3 separate regions of the Sus scrofa genome follow, and regions 1 and 3 are each linked to region 2. Evidence: chromatin contacts called from public HiChIP or PLAC-seq data. All regions are on one chromosome and are shown on one strand. The core of a region is the stretch at or near the end of the contact, and the rest is flanking DNA. Distances in the headings are between cores, read along the strand shown. Region 1 holds the start of ORC2 (origin recognition complex subunit 2). Region 2 holds the start of CFLAR (CASP8 and FADD like apoptosis regulator). Region 3 holds the start of NIF3L1 (NIF3-like protein 1).

Region 1 (4,385 bases), core at 230-2,729, 140 kb after region 2:
TACCCTGGGAACCTCCATATGTCAAGGGAACGGCCCTAGAATAGGCAAAAAGACAAATACATAAATAAATAAAATAATAAAATAAAATAAAATAAAAAAGACCAGGGGATATATGACTACTTGCCAGTGTTCTGAGAGCCAAACAAGAGAGGATTCTTTGTCTTCTACACATTTTATCCAGTTCCACCAATCAATTTCAGTATGACTTCTCATTTTTATTCTGTTGAGTCTAGATCCTCTGGTTCACCTTGTAAACTCCTGCTCTTCTGTTAAGTGCAAGAGATCTAATTGTTCCTTGTTTCAGACTTTGACCAATCCTCCAGGTCTCAGTCCCATTCTGCTCTTCTGTCTTCAGATGCTCCTGTAGATTAATCCTTGAGACTAACTGGAAATCTGAGAAAGAAATAGACTTCTTTTTGGCATTTCATTGCTGGCCTGGGTTGCAGCTTACTCTGCTGTGCTTGATCACACCACATCTTCCAAAGTTGTGTCAACTTGGCTCACTTCCTTTCCTGTTCTTTTGTGCATATACTTAAAAATACTTTTTAACTCTGTTATTTTAATGGCATTTCAAGACAGTGTTTATTTCACCATGTTTAATCCAATTTTATTAAAGACTCAAACTCAACTATTTCAAACTATAACCCAATTAGCTGCTGGCATCTCACACAAAATTAACTTAGTCCTCTCTTTCTCCATGGAAAAATCTAATTTTCTACCCAAAATGTCTGTGAATACCTGGGAGAGTTGCCGTTTTATGATCACCTCTATCTTCAACTTCCTGCCACCCCTGAATTCTGGATCTCCATTCTAAATGGTATGGCTCTTTGTTTTTATCTACCTTAGTATCAACCTAGAAGGGAAACTCAGCTTCTTACCTCTATTTTCCACACATATACCATAAAAACAAAGTCAAAACCCACCACTCAGGAGTTCCCGTTGTGGCTCAGTGGTTATGGTTCCTAGTCGGATTCGTTTCCTCTGCGCCACATTGGGATCTCCGGCTCAGTGGTTATTAATCCAGCTAGCATCCATGGGGATGCGGCTCTATCCCTGGCCCCGCTCAGTGGGTTAAGGATCCCCCTGGTGTTGCCATGAGTTGTGGCGTAGCTCGCAGACTCTATTCGGCTACCGCGTTGTTGTGGCTGTGGTGTAAACTGGCAGCTGCAGCTCTAATTTGAACCCTAGCCTGGTAATTTCTATGTGCCACTGGTGTGGCCCTAAAAAGAAGAAAAAAAAGATTGCTACAAGACAGACCGATCGCTCAGCCCGCTCCACTTCCTTCAACTTCCTCAGACCTAATCAACACTGCCTTCTCCCTTCCCCGGAAACGGAAAGAGGAAAGACAAGGCCCAGAACCCAGAGCTGGGGATTCGGTTTCCTTGGGTTTCTTGTGGGCAGGGCCATGAGGCCGGCGCCGACGGGCTGGCAGAGCCGTCGCTCTCGGCCGACTTCACTTCCTATTGGCTCCCCGGGGCTCCGCCTCCTAAGCAGGGCGGGAGATTCGGTGTGCAGTAGGGAGGCTTCCCATTACCCCCCCCACGCGGGCCTCGGGAGCTCCTCTGATCAGCTCTGCGACCCTACACTCAAGCTGCCTTCAAGAATTTGGCCTTTCCTGCTGCGACTGAAGCCGCCTTCCCAACAGCGACCGTTCAGCTGGGTAGCGTCCGGCAGGCGCGAGGCGGCCGCAGCCGCGCCTGGTGAAGACCTAGCGGTGCGTAGAGGGGTGGCTGGGCAGCCTGCCTCCTCTCCTTAGCAAGGGGCTGGCGAGGTGAGTACAGGTGCACCTAGTCCCCGGCCTTCGCCTTTGCAGAGGGCAGGGTCGCTGCGCCTCCCTCTCTGCCCTCTCCAGACTGCCACCAGTCCCGCCCGCCTGAGGACCCCCGGCTGGCGGAGCGCTGCCAACTGATCAGTTGCGAGAGGCCCAGACTAAAGTCAGCAAATACTTGGGGTGGGAGGCCCCCTCTTTAAAGACATCTCCTTCTGTCCAGCGGTGATGGGTCTTCTGTGCAAGGGATGTCTGTTACCATCATACCTGTTTCCCGGTGGGAGGAGCCTTGTGCTTGTAGAGAGAGAACTGGGAAAATTCATAACGAAAGTAGTAAGGTGTCTTGGGAGAGGAACAACTACAATACGGGCTGAGGAGGAAGAGATCTTGTCCTGAGCTCTTTGATATCATCCCAGCCTGGAAGCACCAAGAGAATCCTCCTAACTGAACACAGCCACCCTGGGACAGTGCTTAGGTGTAAAATGTTAAACCTTTAGTAGAGCTTTTTAAGTTAAAAAGATATCGATGCATTGCTTTTCGCTGTACAGCTGAAATCCTAGAAGTACGGCTACATCTTCCCCTAGTTTATTGCAGTCTGAAGAAAAATAGGTACTGTTTTCATTAGGCAAAAGGTGCCACACCTTTGCCTAAAGACACTGCCTTTTTTTGGGGGGGGGGGCACACCCCAGCATGTGGAGGTTCCCAGGCTAGGAGTCCAATCAGAGCTACTGCTGCCATCCTATGCCACAGCAATGCTGGATCTGATCTGCATCTGTGACCTACACCACAGCTCAGGGCAACTCTGGATCCTTAACCCACTGAGCAAGGCCAGGGATGGAACTCGCATCCATCCTCATGTATCCTAGTGGGATTGGTTAGCTGCTGAGCCAGGAAGAGAACTCCCGACACTGCTCCTTAAATGGACGTTATTCAACATTTATTGAGCACTTTTTCTGTTAGATGTACCCATGAAAATGAACCAGTAGTGATCTAAGAAAGAAATGGAAATTTTATTTTATTTTATTTTTGTCTTTTGTCTTTTTTAGGGCCACACCCACGGCATATGGAAGTTCCCAGGCTAGGGGTTGAATTGGAGCTACAGCTGCTGGCTTACACCACAGCCACAGGAATGCCAGATCGGAGCTGTGTCTTCAACCTACACCACAGCTCACGGCAGTGCTGGGTCCTTAACCCACTGAGTGAGGCCAGGGATTGAACCCACAACCTCATAGTTCCTAGTGGGATTCGTTTCTGCTGCACCACGAAGGGAACTCCAAGAAATGGAAATTTTAATTTAAGCCAAACAGGATTATAACCTGGGAACAGCCTTCCAGAAAACTCCAAGAACTGTTTTGCCTGTTAGAGGTCAAAGCACAGTTGCATGTTTTTGAGACTGAGCTGTACATTGAATGAGGTTGACAGGTCACACAATCCAGATCTACACCTATGAAGCAAGTAGTGAGTCATGGATCATTGTGGCCCTTTACAAGATTAGGAAGGACGGTTATCTCCTAAGGAGGTCTGGTTAATACAGATGCACAATACACACTAAAGAGGAAGGAGGAGGCCCACATAGGTAAAAAAAAAAAAAATTATGTTTAAATTTTTCTTGTCTTGCTATGAAGTATCAATTTTATTCCTCAGATGTTAGGTAAGATATAGAGGTGTACAAGAGATCTGCACCATGATGTGGAAGTTTAAAGTTAAAATACCCATGATTGAGAACCTAGTTAGTGTTTTCATGAGCCACGCACACCATCTCATTTAAGATAGGAACTCAGGTTTATCTGACATTAAATGATGCATTGGAGTTCCTGTCATGGCGCAGCGGAAACGAATCTGACTAGGAACCATGAGGTTGGGGGTTCGATCCCTGGCCTCGCTCAGTGAGTTAAGGATCTGGCATTGCTGTGGCTGTGGCATAGGCCAGCAGCTGTAGCTCTGATTCGACCCCTAGGCTGGGAACCTCCATATTCCATGGGTGCAGCCATAAAAAGCAAAAAAATAAAAAAATAAAATTGATGCATAATCACTAAACTACCACCTTTTTTTAAAAGGTTTATCTTTTTAAAGATTTTAGCAAATCCTTTATTTGCTCTAAAGGGAGGATTTGTGGTGTTAACTCTCCTTTGGTGCTACTGTATCACCTTGTTAATGCCCTGAAAAGAGTCCACTTAAAAGTAAGCACCCAAAACAGTGTCTTGAAGAGTAAATGGTCACTAAATATTTATAATGTGTGATTGTAGCAGGGTTATTTTGTTTTTGTTTTCAGAAATTGTTGGAGAATAAAGAAGCAAAGGTTTCTTTCAAGGTCTTTGTAGACATTTCAACTTGGTGATGCCTTAAAATCTAGAAAAGGAAGTTTTCTAAATATTATTATTTTCCAAATAAATGTATTTGGCTGCAAATAAGACCTAAGTTATGCTGCATCTGTCCAGACAATTCTTATATAAAATACAGTAGAGAAATTGCCTAGGACAATATTCAGTTGTTTAAAAACGATATATTTTTTAAAAATTTTCCTTGAAAATCTTTTTTTTTTCTTCCCCTGAAGGAACTTTTAAACTCCTGCTAATAAGAATTATGTAACTTATGTTTACTCCATCCGATTGCCAGA
Region 2 (4,559 bases), core at 713-3,212:
CCCCAGACTCTCAGATTCTTGAGGATGAAGATTCTTTGTTCATTTTACTCTTACCTGTGGCCTATGTCAACCCACAAAACAGCCCACTCATCAGATGAATAGGTGAATCTAGCACCCCCCGCCCCGCCACTCTGCTCAAAAGCCCTGAGGAACCGCCTCCATTCACCAGAGCAAGAAACAGAAAAGAGTTTATTCACAAAAACCCAGTCAGCAGCTTCCAAAAATTTTTCAGCAGATTACTGACATCATATGATGCCAGGAGAAGTGGAAGTGGATCAAGAGAAACAGCAACAACAACAATAAACCCTTGCATCTGTAGCATGCTTCCTGCTTTTAAAAAGTACTTCACATGCTAAATTATCACAGTTGAGCCTCACAGCCATACTTGTGAAATCAGCTATTATTATTCTTTGCTTTAGGAGTAGGAAAATGAAGGCCCAACCGATGGCAGTGGCTGGCTCAGCCTCAATGCCTTGTAACAGATGGTTCTGAGGCTTCAAACAGGCCTTTGGACCTCAAGCCTCAGACACGTCCCAAGGCCCACAGTGCTTTCAACTCGCTTTCATATAGTTTTTAATCATGCATGTCATCTCCAAATACATATTTTTAAAAAAAATTTTTTTAATTTTTTGGCCACCCCGCAGCATACAGAGTTCCAGGGTCAGGGATCAGATTTGAGCCACAGCTGTGGCAATGCTGGACCCCTTAACATACTGTGCCGGGCTGGGGATCGAACCTGCATCCTGGCACTGCAGAGTTGTCACCGATCCTGTTTCACCACAGCGGTAATTCAACATACACATGATTGATATAACTAAAGGCTGGTGAGAAAGGAATCACTAATTTAAGGTTACAAATTCTCTTTCTTTCCCACAGTGGCTTCTGTGCTCCTCTGAACCACCAAGAGCCTGCTGTGTGAACAGAAGGAAGGAACAGCTCAAGGGGACTCCAGCAGCCGTTCCTCTCTGGACTGAAGGGAACCTAGAGGTGGCTGATTGAGGGTATGTTCAATCTGGGGTCCCCAGCACCTGCATGAACAGGAACCTTACAGAAACGCACAGAAAGTGAGCCAACCCCACTAACTTCCTCAGCAGGGGAAAGACTGACCCATGGGGACTCAGGAGGGTTAACAAAGCTTTACAAAGGTCAGGAAGATTACTGTCAGACTTGTTATTTCCTTTCTCGGTGGGGAAATTGCCAGGCGCTGACATCACAGAAAATCAAGCTAGCAAAGAACACAGCAGATCTCGCAATCAGAAGCCATTTTAAGAGAACTAGCTCTTAGTCATTCCTTTCTCTCACCCCACTCTTCGGGCAAACCCATCCATCCAGCCCTTCTCCTTTCATTCAGTTGATTCTACCCAAGTACTTTAAGCAAACACGTCCCAAAAGTTCAAGGAGTTCAGAGGAATGAAGCAGCAGCAACACGGCAGTAGGAGCAGTGGGTTGAGAAAGGAATGCGGCTGCTGTTCCCCACTGTCCTCATTTCTATGATGCTCAAGTCCAGACCTCCTCCCTCCCTCCCACCAGTCCAGTCTCGGGAAGGGCTGAGGAATTACCTATAGTCTGAAATAAGATGAGGGTGCCTGAGCAGCTGGGCCTCCACTGTCCGTCTGTCCATCTTCAAGATCCTCTTGAGCAAGTCAAACCGCCTGACTCTGTAGAGCAGCTCAGCCAGGCTCACAAGAGACAGCTTTCCCCTCTCTCTTAAAATATCCAGAAGGTCCCTGACATTAAGTGGAACCACATCTGCAGCAATGTCTCGGCACAAAAAAAGAAGTATCTCCTTCTCATCTTCATCAAGTGCTTCTTCCACCTGATGGATGACCTCAGCCGACATTCTGTACAGTGTCATTCCAAGGAACGGCAGTAAGAGAAATCTAGTCCAGTCAACAGAAGCCCACGAGGGTACTGACTTCATTTCTGATGGTTTTCTTCATTTCTTTCAGAATCCTTTCCAATGGAGGAGTTCTGTGGTTAAAAGGGAATTTTTTTTTTTAAAAAAAAATCCTCCTATCAAAGTCACTAAAATTCCAGGTATAGGCCTTTCCTTTTCTTGTTGGTCTCCCTAATCTAGCAGGTTAAATTTCATACTGTTAAATCTATAGAAAGCGATCCTCTCAGTAGACAAAGCAACTGACCCCCAAACCAGAAGGGACGAAGAAGATAACACTATTTTTAAAGGAAATGAAACTAGCGACAAATCACCTCCCCAAAAATCCCACGTACTTTAACAGAATTTATTGAACACAAACTATGGTAAGGGGGAAATCACAGCTAGGGACTTAATGACTAAGTGGCAAATGGATGACCTTGGTGGAGGGCAGAGAAAAAGCCCAATGACTAAGCAGCTAACTGGATGAGAGAAGCTGAGATCACAGATAACTTCCCTTCCCTGACCCCCAAGTAGGCTTAAACAAATACGAATCTTAGCAAAGGGACCCCAGCAGGGCTTCAAAAAATGGTGGGAGAAAAGAGGTTTCTGTACCTACCCCACCCCATTTTTCCAGTTGTTCGACTTTGAAACCCCACATTCACACCTGCTGCCATCCTCCCAAAGTCCCCAGCCCTTTCCACAGCATCATCATGAATGCTCCTAGGACCTGCCACCACAGCTAAATGGGTCTTGTTAAGTTTGGATCACCTCTTCTGACCCTTGGAAGGGTCAGAAGCCCCCACTTACGTTACACTGCCGGACAACAATTATCACTAGAGTTCCTAACAGTGTAAATGGAAGGAAGGAGGTGAAGCCGAAGAGCTGGAGAAAGATCTGGGAACTGGGTGGGAGCAGTAGGGAATTCATGTCATGGGGTGAACTTCTCAACCTCTTCCATTGGAACACAATCTATTTTCTTTCAAAATTGGTTGTAAATGGTGGTCCCTGTCTAAAGTTTCATAGCTACATTTTATGGTAAATAATCTCTTATGTTCTGGGAGAGTACCTTGTCTGTTTCTACCACAGAAGCTTTCAGGTTAAAAGCTAATCTGAACAAAAAAATAATTGGAAACAGAACCCAGCTGTAAGTTAGCAACTTTCTGCTAACTGCTGCTACATATTTGTGTACAAGTATATTTATATATGTATCTAGCTAGATTTGGTGAAAGGAACACTGAAATCTATTTATTTTTGTACACAGTCTCAATTCACAAAAGATGAGGCATCTTACAGTAAAACGCATCAGGAGAATAAAAAATTTATATGAGAACAAGGGGGGAAATTAGGTTAGAAAGTCAAAATGAGGTAGATTAATAATGCAAATATGCAGGCCAGAAAGACTTAAACAGATTCTAGTAGACCTTCAATTTGCCTCAAGCTTCCTGGCAGTCAAAGCGAAAAGGGAAATATGGGACGTTAAATAGCTCTTGCTGCCAAAAACAAGAAAAATGAAACAGATTCTTAGAGGAACTACAATTTCCCTAGAGTTCCAGAATTCCTCATCAATGAAAATATTACTGAGTACTTTAGTGTCTGAAATTAACAAAATTACATTTATTTAAATTTTCATTTTTATTCTACTACTTGGCCACACCCACGGCATGCGGAAGTTCCTGGGCCAGGGACTGAACCAGTGCCACAGCTGTGGCAACACTGGATCCTTAACCCACCACACCACATGGGAGCTTCCCAAATTTTACTTTATATTTTAAAAAGGTAAAATATTTATTTTAAAATAAATAAACCCATTCATGCATATCTTTCACACTCGCCTTCCCACAGCCAGTCTACATGGGTGAGTTCTTAATAAAAATAGACATTTTAGTTAATGTAGCCTTGCTAACAAGTATTGGTGCTTCTATACCAATCCCGCGCTCATTCAGCCAAGCCTCACTTAAATACAGCCATTCTGAATAACTGGAGAAATGAAATTTACCAAACAATTGCTCAGTGAAAGTACAAAATACTGGTACCCAGACTGCACTGTTATTATTATTGTTGTTGTTGTTGTTATTATTATTATTATTATTAGCTTTTTAGGACCGCACCCACAGCATATGGAAGTTCCCAGGCTAGGAGGTCCAATCGGAGCTGCAGCTGCTGATCTATGCCACAGCCACAGCAACATCAGATCCGATTCACGCCTGTGACCTACACCACAGCTCACGGCAATGCCAGATTCTTAACCCACTGAGCGAGGCCAGGGATCGAACCTGTATCCTCATGGATCCTAGTCCAGTTCGTTAACCGCTAAGCCACGAAGGGAACACCTGCATTTTTTTTTTTTTAATCTGAAAACTCAATACTTATTTTATGTGTTCTTAAGAACCTAAATCTATACCTCACTCACAAGGTAATAAGACTTTAATAACCAGTTTCCATAAAAGGAGGTCAAGTTCGCTTTCTATTCACTGTAAGTCACAAATTTGTTGGTTGCTGTTATTCTAAATTAACCTATAAAAGATTTATACACACTGGAAGGTATAAAATAAAAAGTCACTAAACACAAGACGAAATGAGATGTCATCTACATTCACCAGACGTACCTGAAATAGAACCAAACACAACTGCTAGAGATGAAATGTTCAATTCCTTATTTTTAAAAGCAATAACTAACCTTTGT
Region 3 (3,941 bases), core at 1,249-3,748, 220 kb after region 2:
AATAGCAAAAAGACAAATAAATAAATAAATAAATAAAGACTTCTGATGAACTCCTTATTCATTAAGGATAAAAAGAGAAAAAGAAAAGAAAACAAAACAAAACACTTTTTTTTGGCTGCACCCACAGCCCTTGGAAATTCCCAGCCACAGCTGCAACCTGGACTGCTGCAGTGACAATGCCGGGGATCCTTAATCCATTACAGCACAAGAGAACTCCCCAAATTTTCATTTTTCAGTGCAATTTAACTGTCAAGTTTCAGCAAGATTATTTTAAAATACATAAAAACAGAATAATGGTCCTCCCCCTTATAGTGGTTAACACACTACAGGAAAGACATTCTAAAATTTCACATCATTGGTAGGGAAAATACTAAGCATGAAAGACCAATAGGCTTCTCACCAAGCCCTTTAGCCAACCAGTGGTTGACTCCCTGGGGGGCAGCATCATAGGCTGTGTGAGGAGAGTAGATCCCAACTCGGTTCTCGAGTGCCCGGATCACCAGGCGTTCCTTCCAGCTTTTCCAGGTGATTCGCTTCATGGGTCGGAAAATGGGCGGATGGTAGGAGAGAATGAGATCGGCCTTCTTCTGCAGTGCCTCCTCCATCACTTCCTCTGTCAAGTCATTGGTGAGGAAGAGGGTGCTCACCGTGTGTGGTGGGCTTGGTTCCACCAGTAATCCAACATTGTCCCAACTTTCAGCAAATGAGAGGGATGCAAAGTCATTCAAGGAAGAAAGGAGGGCCTTCAAATCCATGAAGGAACGGGAAGAACTGCAGATCAGGGAATGAACAAATCGGACTGTCGTGGAGGCCAGGCGTACACGGGATAACAACATAGAGAAGTCAGGTGAAACCGAGTATCTGATGTCAAAACACTGAAAATGAAATACACGTGCACTTCAGACTCTGACCTTTGAGACAGCAAAGCATATGAGCAGAAGAGCTGCCATCCTTCAACCGAGGTTCAAGTACTGGCTTTGCTACTTACCAGCACGTCGTATCATAGCTAAGTCATTTAACTCCTCTGAGCTTGTCTTCGAATCTACAAAATGGAGGGACTATAACTTACCTCACGGGCCATCTGGAGAAGCAAATGGATTACTATGTTTAAGTCACCAGGAACAAGCCTGGTAGATAACACACAATTATGTTCATCTCCTTCCTGCCCCCACCCCACATCCTTGTTCTTGCTCACCCCATCCTTGCTTGAACCAGCCTTCTCCATTTCTCTATTACCCTTCTTTCCAAGTCCCCTTTGACTTCCTAAATAAAGCTTTTCTTAACAAACCTTCCTTTTCTGTGTCCCCCTCCCCCATCCCACCTGCTTCTGCCCTAGTTTTTCTTATGTTACATTCCTGTTTTCTGTCTCCCACAGTACTGGCAAGCTACCAGAGAACAGGAACTATCTCTTCTGTATCTCAGTATCACCAATACAGGCCAGTGCTAAATGCTTACTGCACAGACCGGCACAGTCTCCATTCCCTTATCACAGCAGAATTAAGTTATGGTGGTAGAGACAAACATTAAAAGGTGCTTTATGGGAAAAAAGTAACAACAACATATTTTAAAAATGAAGTGTTTTGTCAGCAGCCAGAATCATGGGATGCGTACGTGGATCACTCTATGAATGGGCAGCAAATGGGCCCCAAACCATATTCAGTATATGGTTTGGAGTCATGTGGAGCCTCCACAAACCACTGGAGCCTGGGGTCTTTGAAGATCTTCTAAGGGTCCTTATACCACTTCCACTCTCCAGATTCCCTGACACTACTCCAACTCCCCAGACTTCTAAATCTGGCAAGCGCTAAAGTGAAGCTCTAGTGGGCCACCACACTGGTTTTGAGTTATCTATTGTTAGATCTGAAGCAGCCCTTGGAAATAACAAAACCACCATTTCCTATGAATCTACAAGCTGCGTAGCTCATTAACAAGAATAGGAGGCAGCAGGGCACAGTGTGAAGGGCACCTGACCCTAAAACCAGACTGACTCCCCGAGCCGCAGCTGTCTAAACAGATTACTCTATCTCTGCGGTTCCCATCTCTGAAGAATAGAATAGCGTTCAGCTCACGGTATCGTCGCAAGATTTCACCGTAAAGTTGGAGAAAATGCTTGGCCTAAAGTCAGCACTGCTTGTTAATAAGTATTATTAGCAGGACCCACTTTACAGCCTGTGAACCTCGCCCTCTTATTTCAGCCCCACTTCAAGCCTTTTCCAGAACAATTAAAAGTGCGGGGAGCACAGTGGGCAAGCCGCGAGTCAGGACCCTGGCCGCTCTAGAACCCTAGGCTCTGGTGCAGCAAACCGGTTTTCTGCGCCTATCTCCTCCCCCGCCTCCTTTCGCGGCAGCACCCCCAAAACCTCAGCCTGCAAGGGCCACAGCGCGCCGACAGGGCCTCATTGCCGCACGCAGGAATCTAACCCACCGGAGAATCACCAGTCCCAGGTTGCCAAGAGCGCTACTTCCGGTCCTGCGCAGAACTTCCTGGAGGCGTAAAAGTGGGCGGGGCGGGGGAGCTGGGCGGAAGAGGTCTTTCCTATTTTGCATCTGAGTTCAGGGGCGCCTGTAGGGATTGCCCAACATTACGCCTTTTGTCCTAGTGTGATTATTTAAGAAGTTCTCTAAGGTCAAAGGAGTTCCTGATGGGGATAAATTACATCCTCTCCCTCGTTCTGGTCGGTTGGGTTTGGGATAGGGAGGAGGAGGAAGGAGGTGAGCAGAGGAGGGGCGTTCTCCTAAGTGGGTCTCCTGCTCGACTTCCGGGTGGCGGCCTGAAGAAACTTTCTTGGAATTTACAGACTCTCCGGAGCACCTGTTATTGAATCTTTGCTGTTTTAACAACAGCTGTGGGCAGAGCCTCCTTGCCTGACCACTTGAATTTCTCACAAGCTTCCTATCTTAATCTATTTCTTGACTAAAAAAATATCTGTATTCAGTGAAGTGGTTAAGTAAGTATGGGGTAGCGTCACTTACTCTTTCATTCACTTGAACACTGGAAGAGCGCTCTATGCTTTAGTTTTTAAGCTGCTTGGAGTGAGTATTCTGGAGGGGAGGGTGTTGTTGAATTAAGCAATTAAAGCATATAATATATTAGTGCTAAGTGCTTTAGGGAAAGGAAATCTTTAAGACAGTATTAAATAGATTTATCAGGTCAATGAGACTTAACTTTTGAGCAGCGACTTGGAGGTGAGGGAAATAGCCGTACTGAGTGTAAGTGTTCCAGGCGAAGGGAAAACCCAATGCTAGGCTTAAGGCAGAAATGTATCAGACTCTTCTTGAAGAGTAAGCAGGGGAAGTAGGAGTTTAGGGGCTGGAGATGAGTAGGATTGCTTGATCGCTTCCACAACCGGATTACTTGGGAGGGATCTGTTCTCCTCGAGAATTTTTCTTTTAAATATGCAGGAAACATGAGCATGTTTGAGTTAAAAGAGGGAAATGAATTAATTCTTTTTCTTTTGGAAATAGAGGCTCGTTTTTGAACTTCTGTCAATAAACTGTAAGAAAGTAACAGTACATCCTGAAACCATCAAGAAGAAAAATGGTAAGTTTTATAGAATTCTTATGAATGTCTTTGTATATATAATTTTTAGAAATCTAGTCAAGGGAAATAAAACTGCATGGAGATTTCAATGACAAGACAAATGATAAGCTGTAGAAGTGTAGAGTATAAAATGATTCTAAACAAAACCGAAACAAAATCACTTTAAAATTCTTATGTTTTTCGGAGTTCCCATTGTGGCTCAGTGGTAACAAATCTGACTAGCCTCCATGAGGATTCAGGTTCGATCCCTGGCCTTGCTCAGTGGGTTAAGGATCCCGTGTTGCCGTCAGCTGTGGTGTAGGTTGCAGATTTGGCTTGGATCCCAGGTTGCCATGGCTTTGGTGTAGGCCAGCAGCTGTAGCTCCAATTCAACCCCTAGTCTGGGAACCTCCATATGCCT

The links. HiChIP or PLAC-seq counts read pairs in DNA pulled down with a chosen protein or histone mark.
Region 1: an H3K27ac HiChIP or PLAC-seq map of alveolar macrophages shows a contact between it and region 2. The contact joins the promoter of ORC2 here to the promoter of CFLAR in region 2. A contact is called at or near these places in 1 of 47 Hi-C or Micro-C datasets (embryonic fibroblasts) and 1 of 2 datasets of contacts at active chromatin or transcription factors (alveolar macrophages).
Region 3: an H3K27ac HiChIP or PLAC-seq map of alveolar macrophages shows a contact between it and region 2. The contact joins the promoter of NIF3L1 here to the promoter of CFLAR in region 2.

The regions. Positions count from the first base shown.
Region 1 is chr15:104,653,652-104,658,036 of Sscrofa11.1, reverse strand. It overlaps ORC2 (origin recognition complex subunit 2), which reads left to right and starts at 1,479. Exons shown (of 18, transcript XM_021074955.1): 1 at 1,479-1,771.
Region 2 is chr15:104,797,214-104,801,772 of Sscrofa11.1, reverse strand. CFLAR (CASP8 and FADD like apoptosis regulator) reads right to left here and starts at 1,962. Exons shown (of 9, transcript NM_001001628.1): 1 at 1,560-1,962. The coding sequence starts at 1,855.
Region 3 is chr15:104,582,293-104,586,233 of Sscrofa11.1, reverse strand. It overlaps NIF3L1 (NIF3-like protein 1), which reads right to left and starts at 2,498. Exons shown (of 7, transcript XM_003133583.6): 1 at 2,426-2,498; 2 at 401-875. The coding sequence starts at 836. It overlaps PPIL3 (peptidyl-prolyl cis-trans isomerase-like 3), which reads left to right and starts at 2,482. Exons shown (of 6, transcript XM_013984381.2): 1 at 2,482-3,541. The coding sequence starts at 3,539.